Regions from separate parts of the Sus scrofa genome. Here regions 1 and 2 are each linked to region 3. The links are chromatin contacts, called in public Hi-C and HiChIP or PLAC-seq maps. All regions are on one chromosome and are shown on one strand. The core of a region is the stretch at or near the end of the contact, and the rest is flanking DNA. Distances in the headings are between cores, read along the strand shown. Region 1 holds the start of C12H17orf53. Region 2 holds the start of TMUB2 (transmembrane and ubiquitin-like domain-containing protein 2). Region 3 holds the start of DUSP3 (dual specificity protein phosphatase 3).

Region 1 (2,812 bases), core at 113-2,612, 260 kb after region 3:
CATCTTTCCCTCCCAGTTGGACCCTGAACCCAGTCACCACGAGCATCACTTCCAATCGTCAAAGCTAATTCCAGGCCCCTGAAGCACAGTGGTCACTGTCAGAGTCGTGGCTCACTTGAGCACCCCCAAAAGCAACTGCAGCTGCTAACCTCCCTCTTTTGGGACACATCTCATCTCAGAAGGCCAACAGGGACTATCAGGTGGTCACCTCCTCCCCCCAGAGGGGTGCTCCCACCTTCCCCTCCACCCCACTCCACCAACCAGACTCCCAGATTAATTACTTATTACCCCATCAGGTCTCATCTTCCCCAGGGCCCCAGGGAAGGGTGGGGTTGGGAAGCAGCCTCCCCCAAGTTAAAAGGCACAGGCAGTGTTTCTGCCTCCATGAGACACAGATCCAGGATGAAAAACGGGGGGCATCCACCCCAGACAAGTAGGGGGAGCTTTCATCTCCCAGCTTCCTCACTCGGGTTCCAGGGTGTCAGACAGGAGAAGAGGGTGGGAACAAACGCAATAACACCTCAAGGGGGAGGGAATGAGAATAATGGGAGAGAGAAGTAAGGTGGGCCCGCAGGCCCCCTCCTCCGGCACAGAAGTCAAGGACACAGAATCGAGGATACCTTCTGAGGTATGGGGAGAAGCGCTGCGGGGTGGGCAGCGCCCCTCACCTCAGAGTACCAAGAAAGGGTGTCCAGCGAAGAGGGGTCGACACAGAATCCGGCTGCAAGGCTCAAGTCGCTCTGCAACGCACCACGCGCCGCCCGGGAGAGGGCAAATCCGACTGCCCCGGCCGGTCTCCCAGCCATTCGGGGGTGTGGGTCGCGGGAAGATGGGCCCCTCCCTTACCTGCAGGGAAGGCGCCCCTACCTGGGAGGGGCTGGGAGGGGCGCGCGCAGTAGCCCCGAGGCCCGGCTCCCGGGCCGGTGATGCTCCCAGGGGGCGCCGGCTGGCACCCGGGCGCCAGGAGGAAGGAAGGGGGGCGCGGAGCGCGGCGCGCGCGCGGGGAGCCCGCGGGCAGCGACGGCTGGAGGAGGGGGCGCCGCGTCGCGTCCGGGGGGCTGGGGGGAAGTGGGATCGGGGGTGGTGCAGCGCGCTCACCCCCTGCGGCTCGAGCTCCGGCTTCGCAGGCGGCGGCGGCAGCAGCGGCGGCGGCAGCAGCGGCAGCGCCTCCTCGACGGCTCCTCCATCTTTGCGGCAGCTCCTCCGGCTCCGCTCGCCGCCGCCACCAACAACAACATTCGGAGACGTCACTCCCGTCACGTGATCCGACCCAGCGCTAAAAATAGACCCAGACCCCCCCAGTTTCAGCCACCACCAACCCCTCCCCTCCTTCTCGGCCCTCCCCGCGGGGCGGGGCCAACAGCGCCACCGTGACAGCTTCTTAAAGAGCCAATACACAGCCAAGGGTTGGGCTGGGGAAGGGGAGGAAGGCAAGGGATCGGAGCCCCGTGAGTAGTGGTGGAAGGATTGCTGCGGGGGTACAGGTCTGGCTGCTAGGGGCTCAGCCTTTGGGATGCACGCTTTTCCTCTGCGCTGTCTCCACTTCCTTTTCGAACCGTGGATGGTGCAATCGCTGCCTGCCTGAGCTTCTCCTTAACACGCCCTCCCGCCTTGGGGGAGGGGAACTGGGGATGGATTCCTAGGGGCTGGGAGGGCTGTGGAGGCCCCACCTTGGGGGCCAGGCTGAGAGCGGATGGCTGGGACAGGTCCCGAACCCGCCGCCATCGACACCAGCTCCGACCTCACACACTAAATCTGTGCCAAGGGGAGAAAAAAAAAAAAAATACTGGGAAGAACCAGGGTACAGTTGTAAGAGTCCAAGGCCTTCAAAAGGAAGACTTCCGGTCCCTGGCTTCAGTGCCACCCTGTTCCACAGCACTACTTAGGACACAGTATATGTGATAGACCCTAGATGGTTTGTCAGTGACCTAGTAATTTCACTAACGAAAATGTATTCCAGGGAAATAAACATTGTGCTCAAAAGTGAGTATAGAAGGAAAGAGATTCCTTATAATCCTGTGAAAAGTTGGAAACAACCTAAATAGCAGCAGCTGGGATTGGCGAATAAACCTGGGCACATCCATTCAGTGGAATACTTTCCAGACATTAAAAAATGATATGTCTATATTGACCTGAAAAGATCCGCATGATATATTGTGTTCTTGAAAATCAGGAATCAAATAAGTACTACAGAATTGTTCCATTTACTGTAAATGCCAAAAAACTAGACCCATATGTCTGAATATGTATGCATATTAAAAAGCCTTTAAGAATATATACCAGGGGAGTTCCCGTCGAGGCGCAGTGGTTAATGAATCCAACTTGGAACCATGAGGTTGTGGGTTCGATCCCTGGCCTTGCTCAGTGGGTTAAGGATCCGGTGTGGCCATGAGCTGTGGTGTAGGCTGCAGACGCGGCTCGGATCCTGTGTGCTGTGGCTCTGGCGTAGGCCGGTGGCTACAGCTCCGATTGGACTCCTAGCCTGGGAACCTCCATATGCCATGGGAGCGGCCCTAGAAAAGGCAAAAAAAGAAGACACACACACAAAAAAAGAATATATAGCAAAATATTTACCTTTGCTTTCTTTTTAATCTTTTTCTGTATATCTGAAATTTTGTAACTATCATGTATTATTCATCTAATCAGAAAAAGTGAATATATTGGCGTTCCCACGGTGGCAGAGTGGGTTAAGGATCCGGCTTGTCCCTGTGGAGGTGCCCATTTGACCCCCAGCACAGTGGGTTAAGGATGGAGAGTCTCTGCAACTGTGGCGTAGGTCACAGCTCCTGCTTGGAACTTCCATATGCTGTGG
Region 2 (2,802 bases), core at 200-2,699, 310 kb after region 3:
AAAAAAAAAAAAAAAAAAAAAAGAAAGAAAGAAAAAGAAAGAAAGAAAACTACACTTTAAACCCAAAAGGCACATTTATGCAGAAATTAAAACTGCACCATTTATTTCACAAACACAATGTTAATCAAAAGAAGTCAGACAAAAGAATTGAAAGCAGGGGATCAAACCCACAACCTCATGGTTCCTAGTTGGTTTGTTTCCGCTCCAATAGTGACTTCTCTTTGGAAGATAGTGGCTGGAAGAGGACTGAAGGGAGGTTTTGGGGTATCTTTTTATTTCTTAAGACCTGGTTCCCCTGGTCTGTTCTGTGGTGAAAACTATTGAGCTTTTCGCTTTTTAGCTTGACCATCTGCATTATTTATACTTCTTCAATCCATAGTTCACCAGAGTAGTTCCCTTCGTGGCTCAGTGGTTAATGAACACGACTAGTATCCATGAGGAAGCCAGTTCGATCCCTGGTCTTTCGCAGTGGGTTAAGGACCCTGTGTTGCCAGGAGCTGTGGTGTAGGTCGCAGATGAGGCTCAGATCCTGGGATCCTGGGTCTGTGGTATAGGCCACAGCTACAGCTCCAATTCCACCCCTAGTGCCTGGGAACCTCCGTATGCCACGAAGGTGGCCCTAAAAACAAAACAAAACAACAACAAAAGATAACACTTATGGAGTTCCCATCCTGGAGCATTGGAAACAAATCCGACTAGCAACCCAGAGGTTGCAGGTTCGATCCCTGGCATCACTCAGTGGGTTAAGGATCTGTTGTTCCTGTGAATTGTGGTGTAGGTCACATAGGCAGCTCCGGAAAACAGCAAAAACCACAGAACCTCTTTAGAACAAAATTTAATTGCAAAAATCCAGATAAATTCTTGTAAATTAAACCTGTCTTTTTGGGGGCTCTTGCCATTCCTGTACCCCAAGCCTAGAAAAAAAATCAGTGCCTTCTTTGAAATGCTTTCTCACCTTATTTACCAAGGTGCCACACTATCTGGAGCCGCAATCTCGAAACACCGAATGGTTGGTTACTAAATCGTCTCCTCGCCTGGCTCCCGACTGAGCCCTGATTTGAACTCGTGGCGCTCAGAAAGACCAGTGCCTGCTGATTCCGCTAACCCAGAGCTCAGTGCGCGTTGTTGGACAGTAATAAGTCCAATCAGTCTGGGAAGTTGGGAGCAAGACCGGATAGAGAAAGCTGCGAAAGAGGAAAGGGTAGCTCTAGATTGCCCAGAGGTGCCATCCAGCTTTGACGTCCAGACGCGGAGCCACGCCCCTTACCCAAGCACCTCCCCTAATTCCCTCCAGGGCCCACTCCTCACCCCTAGCTCTTTAGGCCCCGCCCACCAGGCGTGGCTCGGCCCCGGGAGGGCCAGGATCCCGCCAACAACGACTCCGCCCCTCCTTCCGCCGAGAAACCTGTCCCTTTTATTTAAAGAATACGTTTACGTCAGCCCGCTTTACGTAGCTTTTCGTCATCAGTGCAAGGCGCAGAGGCGGAACTTCCTGTCTCTGGTTCTAACAGCTTCCGGGAGAAGCCGGAAGAGACTGGACCCTGAACAGAATTGGGGCTAGTCAGCCCCCTCCCCGATTCCCTAAAGAAAGGTGAGTCCATGGGCCGTCTTGACGAAGTCAAAACACTTAGTTTGGCCGTTTCAGGTGAGGACCTCCTTCCTTATCCAGGTGCGGTACCGGTCCAGTCCCCCTTTAATTTCCCATGTTCCCCCGCGTACTCAAGCCCCGCCCCCAGTTCCCCGGCCCCGCCCCGAAGTTTGAGGGGTGTGGATGGTTTGTGACCCCCTCACCCTCCCTTACCCCTCTTGGGCCGGAAGAACTGGGTCTGGGAACTGTGGCGGGGAATAGACAGCCTTTCGGCTCGGCTGGACCTACGGACCCCTCCCCAGCGTCGCGGGAATAGGACCGCCCAAACGCGGAGCCTTCGCTTCAGATAGGCAGGATCGGGGACCCTTCCTCACCGCGCCATCAAGGGTCGCTCACAGATTGAGGAGAGAGCAAAGGCCTCCGCCGAGGGAGACCTGGGGTCTTGCCCGGCCCCTCCCACAAAAGTTCCCTGTGCCTGTGCCAGTCGTGTTTGCCTCTATTCGCCGCAGTTTTCTTTTCTGTAAGTCAGGGTTAATGATATTAACCTTACCATCAGGGGTTAGTTGTGAGAGTGATAAATGATTGCTACTATTTGTTACTGAACAATTGCAATGTGCTGGGCACTGTGCTAAGTATTTTGCTTCGATGATCTCTCCTCATCTTCAAAACGACCTTATGAGGTAGGTACTATTTTTAATCCCATTTTACCGATGAGAACGCTGAGGCCCCGAGGAATTTAAGGTTACAGAGCTAGTAAGAGGCAAGACGGGGTTTGTAGTTTGGGTTTGTTTATTTGTTTTCTGACTCCAAGGCCCATGTACTATTGGAAATTATTCAGATGTTGATATATTCCACAGATATTCTTTGAGCAACTGCTATGGGATTATGTTGGGCTCTATGAGACACAGAAAAATACATGTGATCCTTGTCTTCCAGGAGTCTGGTAGAGAGATGGACAGGTAGATAAGTATAATGAAGTTTTATAGATGCTGTGAGAACAGGCTGGTAACGACAGTCATTAGATGGGATTTGCCCAGGGACAGCTATGAAAGCAGCAGATCTCAAAGGGAAAGAGTAGGGACTCCAAGGAGCAATAGAGATCCTTACTGCCTTTCTAAGACACTGCCAAGGGAGGAGGCCACCTTACAAGAAGAAAGATTGCAAAATGGATTGTGAGAGCCATTTGGAATCTTGTCCAAATTAGTTCCACGCAG
Region 3 (2,785 bases), core at 36-2,535:
ATTAACACTAGTAACTCTACTGTGAATGAGCCTTGTTCAATGCCCAACACACAGGGAGGCTCAATATGGTAAATGATTAAATGGATAACACCGGCCTCGTGAAGCTGGAAACTGCCTTCCAGACCCCCTAGCTCCACGATGACCCCCATTTGTACGGCAGTCCTTGGAACTGGATTCTCAGAGTCTCAGGAAAATCCAACCCGTGCCCTCCCACGGCTGTACAGGCATGGTAATCTATTTTTGCCTTTTGGCTGGTATTTCAGCACCTCTCAGAACGGGCAACACTGGTTCCCTCCTGCCGCTCAGAAATTCTTACTGGTAGTTTGACTATGAGAAAATGAAAAAATCAATTTGGTAAGAACTCCTAAGGGATAAATAATAAATGCACTTCCTGATGGGGAGAAGGTCCGCAGCCTTTTCTAAGTGATGGTTCAGGTCCTTAGGGGGTTTATCATTGGATTGTTCTAGAACTTCAGGTACATCACACCCTATTTGGAAAGCTGGGGGAGAAGCGAGAAAACCAAGGCCCGGGTCCCTGGATCCCGAGTTTGGGATCTTTCAATTCCCGGCCCTGGGCCTGCCCGGCCAGGAAAGTTCCACGCCCGAAGTGTGACGTCAGCCCGTTGCCAAGGGAGCAAAGGCAGACATTCCGCGGTGACCTCACTGCAGAACCAGGCAGCTGTCACATGACACGCGGGGCCGGAGACCGGCCGGGTGACAGAGGGCCACCTGTTAAATGAAACTGGTAGCCCCGACCCCGCCCAGGGCCGTGCCCCTGGAGAGTGGGCTTCGGACTGGACATCGGGCTGGCCGAGCACCCCCGACCCCGGGCATCACGCGAAGGGAAGGACCGCGCTGGGCCGGGGCGGGGTCCGGCCCCTCGGCCCCAAGCGAGGCGGTGGGCGGCGACTTCAGCCCCCGCCCAGCCCCCGCCGCGGCTTCCGGAGGAGGGACCCCGCCCCGGCTCCCCCCACCCACGCCCGCCGACGCCCCCACCCCAGCCCTCTGGTGGGCGGGGCGCCCCGGGGAGGGGCTGGCGGGGCTGCGACCCGGGAGCGGCGACTCACGCGTTGCCCACGTAGATCCTGGGGGTGACCTCGTTGCAGGGCTGGCTTGGGAGGCTGTAACAGCCGCTGCCGTCCGAGAGCAGGTCGTTGAGATCCTGCACCGAGAGCTCCACCGGGCCCGACATGGCGGCGGCCGGGCCCTGCACGCCGGGGCAACCGCGAGCGAGGGGAGAGCGGCCGGGTCAGCTGGGCGGGGGCTCCGGAGCCGGGACCCGCCCCGTCCCGCCCCGGAGGCGGGCCCGCCGGGCGCGGAAAGCGGCGGAGCGCGGGCGGCCAGGCGCGTTCCGCTTCTGGGAGGTACGCGCGCCGCCAGGCGCCGGGCGGACGCGGGGGAAGACTCCGAGGCCTGCGTCCGCGGGCGGAGATGCTGCGGCTCTGGAGCTCCGGCCGGGGTTCGGGGAGGGGCGATGGTCTTCGTCCCACCTCCACCCCCCGCTAAGGCGCGGCAGTCCGGTACCGCCACTGGACGAAATGCGGGGCGCAATAAAAGTTCCTCTGGACCGCGGCACACCAAGTGTCCCTCGGTTTTTCAGGAATTCAGGGACACACGGGTTCCGTTTGGGAGCTCGGACTGCCGGCTGCAGACCAGCAGCTCTGGTATTACCCGGGAGCTGGCCAGGAAAGCAGAATCTGCACCCCAGCTCAGACCTGCTGAAGGAGAATAAGCATTTTACAAGCCTCCCTGGAAATCTCTGCGAAGGTTAACGTTTGAGAAGCCCAACTCTGGGGCACATTTCTTCCAACCTTCAATGAGAGTCGGCATCGTACTTAAAGCTTGGGCTCTGCAAGCAAGCATAGGTAGCCCTGGGGAATGATGTAACTTTTTTTTTTTGCTGAAAAAATGGGGTTTAGCCCCTAACTCCTAGGGTTGTTTGAAAGATTAAATGTAGCATTCCAGGAAACCCCCGGGCTCCACATAGTGAGCACTGGGGAGGTGTTCTCCCTGTTTTTATCAGCAATTGCATAGGACACTTACTAGGTGCTACGCCCAGTGCCGGTGTGGAGATGCATCCCGCTCCTTTGCAGCCCTTCCTGGAGCAGCTGCCAGCCCACTATGAGCCACACGATGTCAGCAACTCATCATTTACGAGATCCCACTACCAGCAAAAGCGACAGGTCTCTGACCTCCCCCAATGGCAGCTCACCCGAAGCCCAACGTCTCCAAAAAACATCCGTGGTCCTGAGAATTCAGGAAACCCACATCCTGAACTTGTTCTTCCACTAACTTGTTCTAGAGCAGCTTGGCTGTTGCTCTGGACTTTCGCCTCATCTGCAAAAGTGAAGACATGGAATCAAATCATCAAGTTCATCTTTCACCTCTGCAAACAGCTGTGGGCTCATACCTTCAGGGAAACCATTGCCGGGGAGATTACTTGGCTTAGAGTCCAAGCGTAACCAGGGCTAGATTTCTCCATCCCCCCACCCCCACCCCAGTGCCTTTCTGGCCTTCCCAGACACCATACCTCTTCCTGCTGCTATTGGTGGCACTGCATACCAGGCAAGTGGGAAACTTTCTAATGTCAGCCCTCATCTTGACTTGAACCTACATTAGCTTTCAAAAGAGAAGTCCAGGGACAGCCTGGCATGCTCCACTGCTCCTCCTTCTTCCCTGGAACCTGTCCCTGATGTCATAACTGAGTAACTATGACAACCGGTCATGGGGACAGCTAAGTACCTCACAGAGGAGCGTGGGTGCCTTATTTCTGAAGTGAGACTAG

What was found. A called contact is a pair of places that touch in the nucleus more often than the background predicts. HiChIP or PLAC-seq counts read pairs in DNA pulled down with a chosen protein or histone mark.
Region 1: a contact with region 3 is called in a Hi-C map of liver, with 2.5 times the contacts expected there. The contact joins the promoter of C12H17orf53 here to the promoter of DUSP3 in region 3. A contact is called at or near these places in 3 of 47 Hi-C or Micro-C datasets (liver, psoas muscle and skeletal muscle) and 1 of 2 datasets of contacts at active chromatin or transcription factors (alveolar macrophages).
Region 2: an H3K27ac HiChIP or PLAC-seq map of alveolar macrophages shows a contact between it and region 3. The contact joins the promoter of TMUB2 here to the promoter of DUSP3 in region 3. A contact is called at or near these places in 3 of 47 Hi-C or Micro-C datasets (epiblast stem cells, liver and skeletal muscle) and 1 of 2 datasets of contacts at active chromatin or transcription factors (alveolar macrophages).

What each region holds. Positions count from the first base shown.
Region 1 is chr12:19,076,427-19,079,238 of Sscrofa11.1, reverse strand. C12H17orf53 reads left to right here and starts at 1,362. Exons shown (of 11, transcript XM_021066897.1): 1 at 1,362-1,448. It overlaps HDAC5 (histone deacetylase 5), which reads right to left and starts at 1,329. Exons shown (of 27, transcript XM_021066892.1): 1 at 1,099-1,329.
Region 2 is chr12:19,022,872-19,025,673 of Sscrofa11.1, reverse strand. TMUB2 (transmembrane and ubiquitin-like domain-containing protein 2) reads left to right here and starts at 1,449. Exons shown (of 3, transcript XM_021066887.1): 1 at 1,449-1,591.
Region 3 is chr12:19,334,808-19,337,592 of Sscrofa11.1, reverse strand. It overlaps DUSP3 (dual specificity protein phosphatase 3), which reads right to left and starts at 1,285. Exons shown (of 3, transcript XM_003131360.6): 1 at 1,068-1,285. The coding sequence starts at 1,192. It overlaps C12H17orf105, which reads left to right and starts at 1,372. Exons shown (of 6, transcript XM_003131374.6): 1 at 1,372-2,785.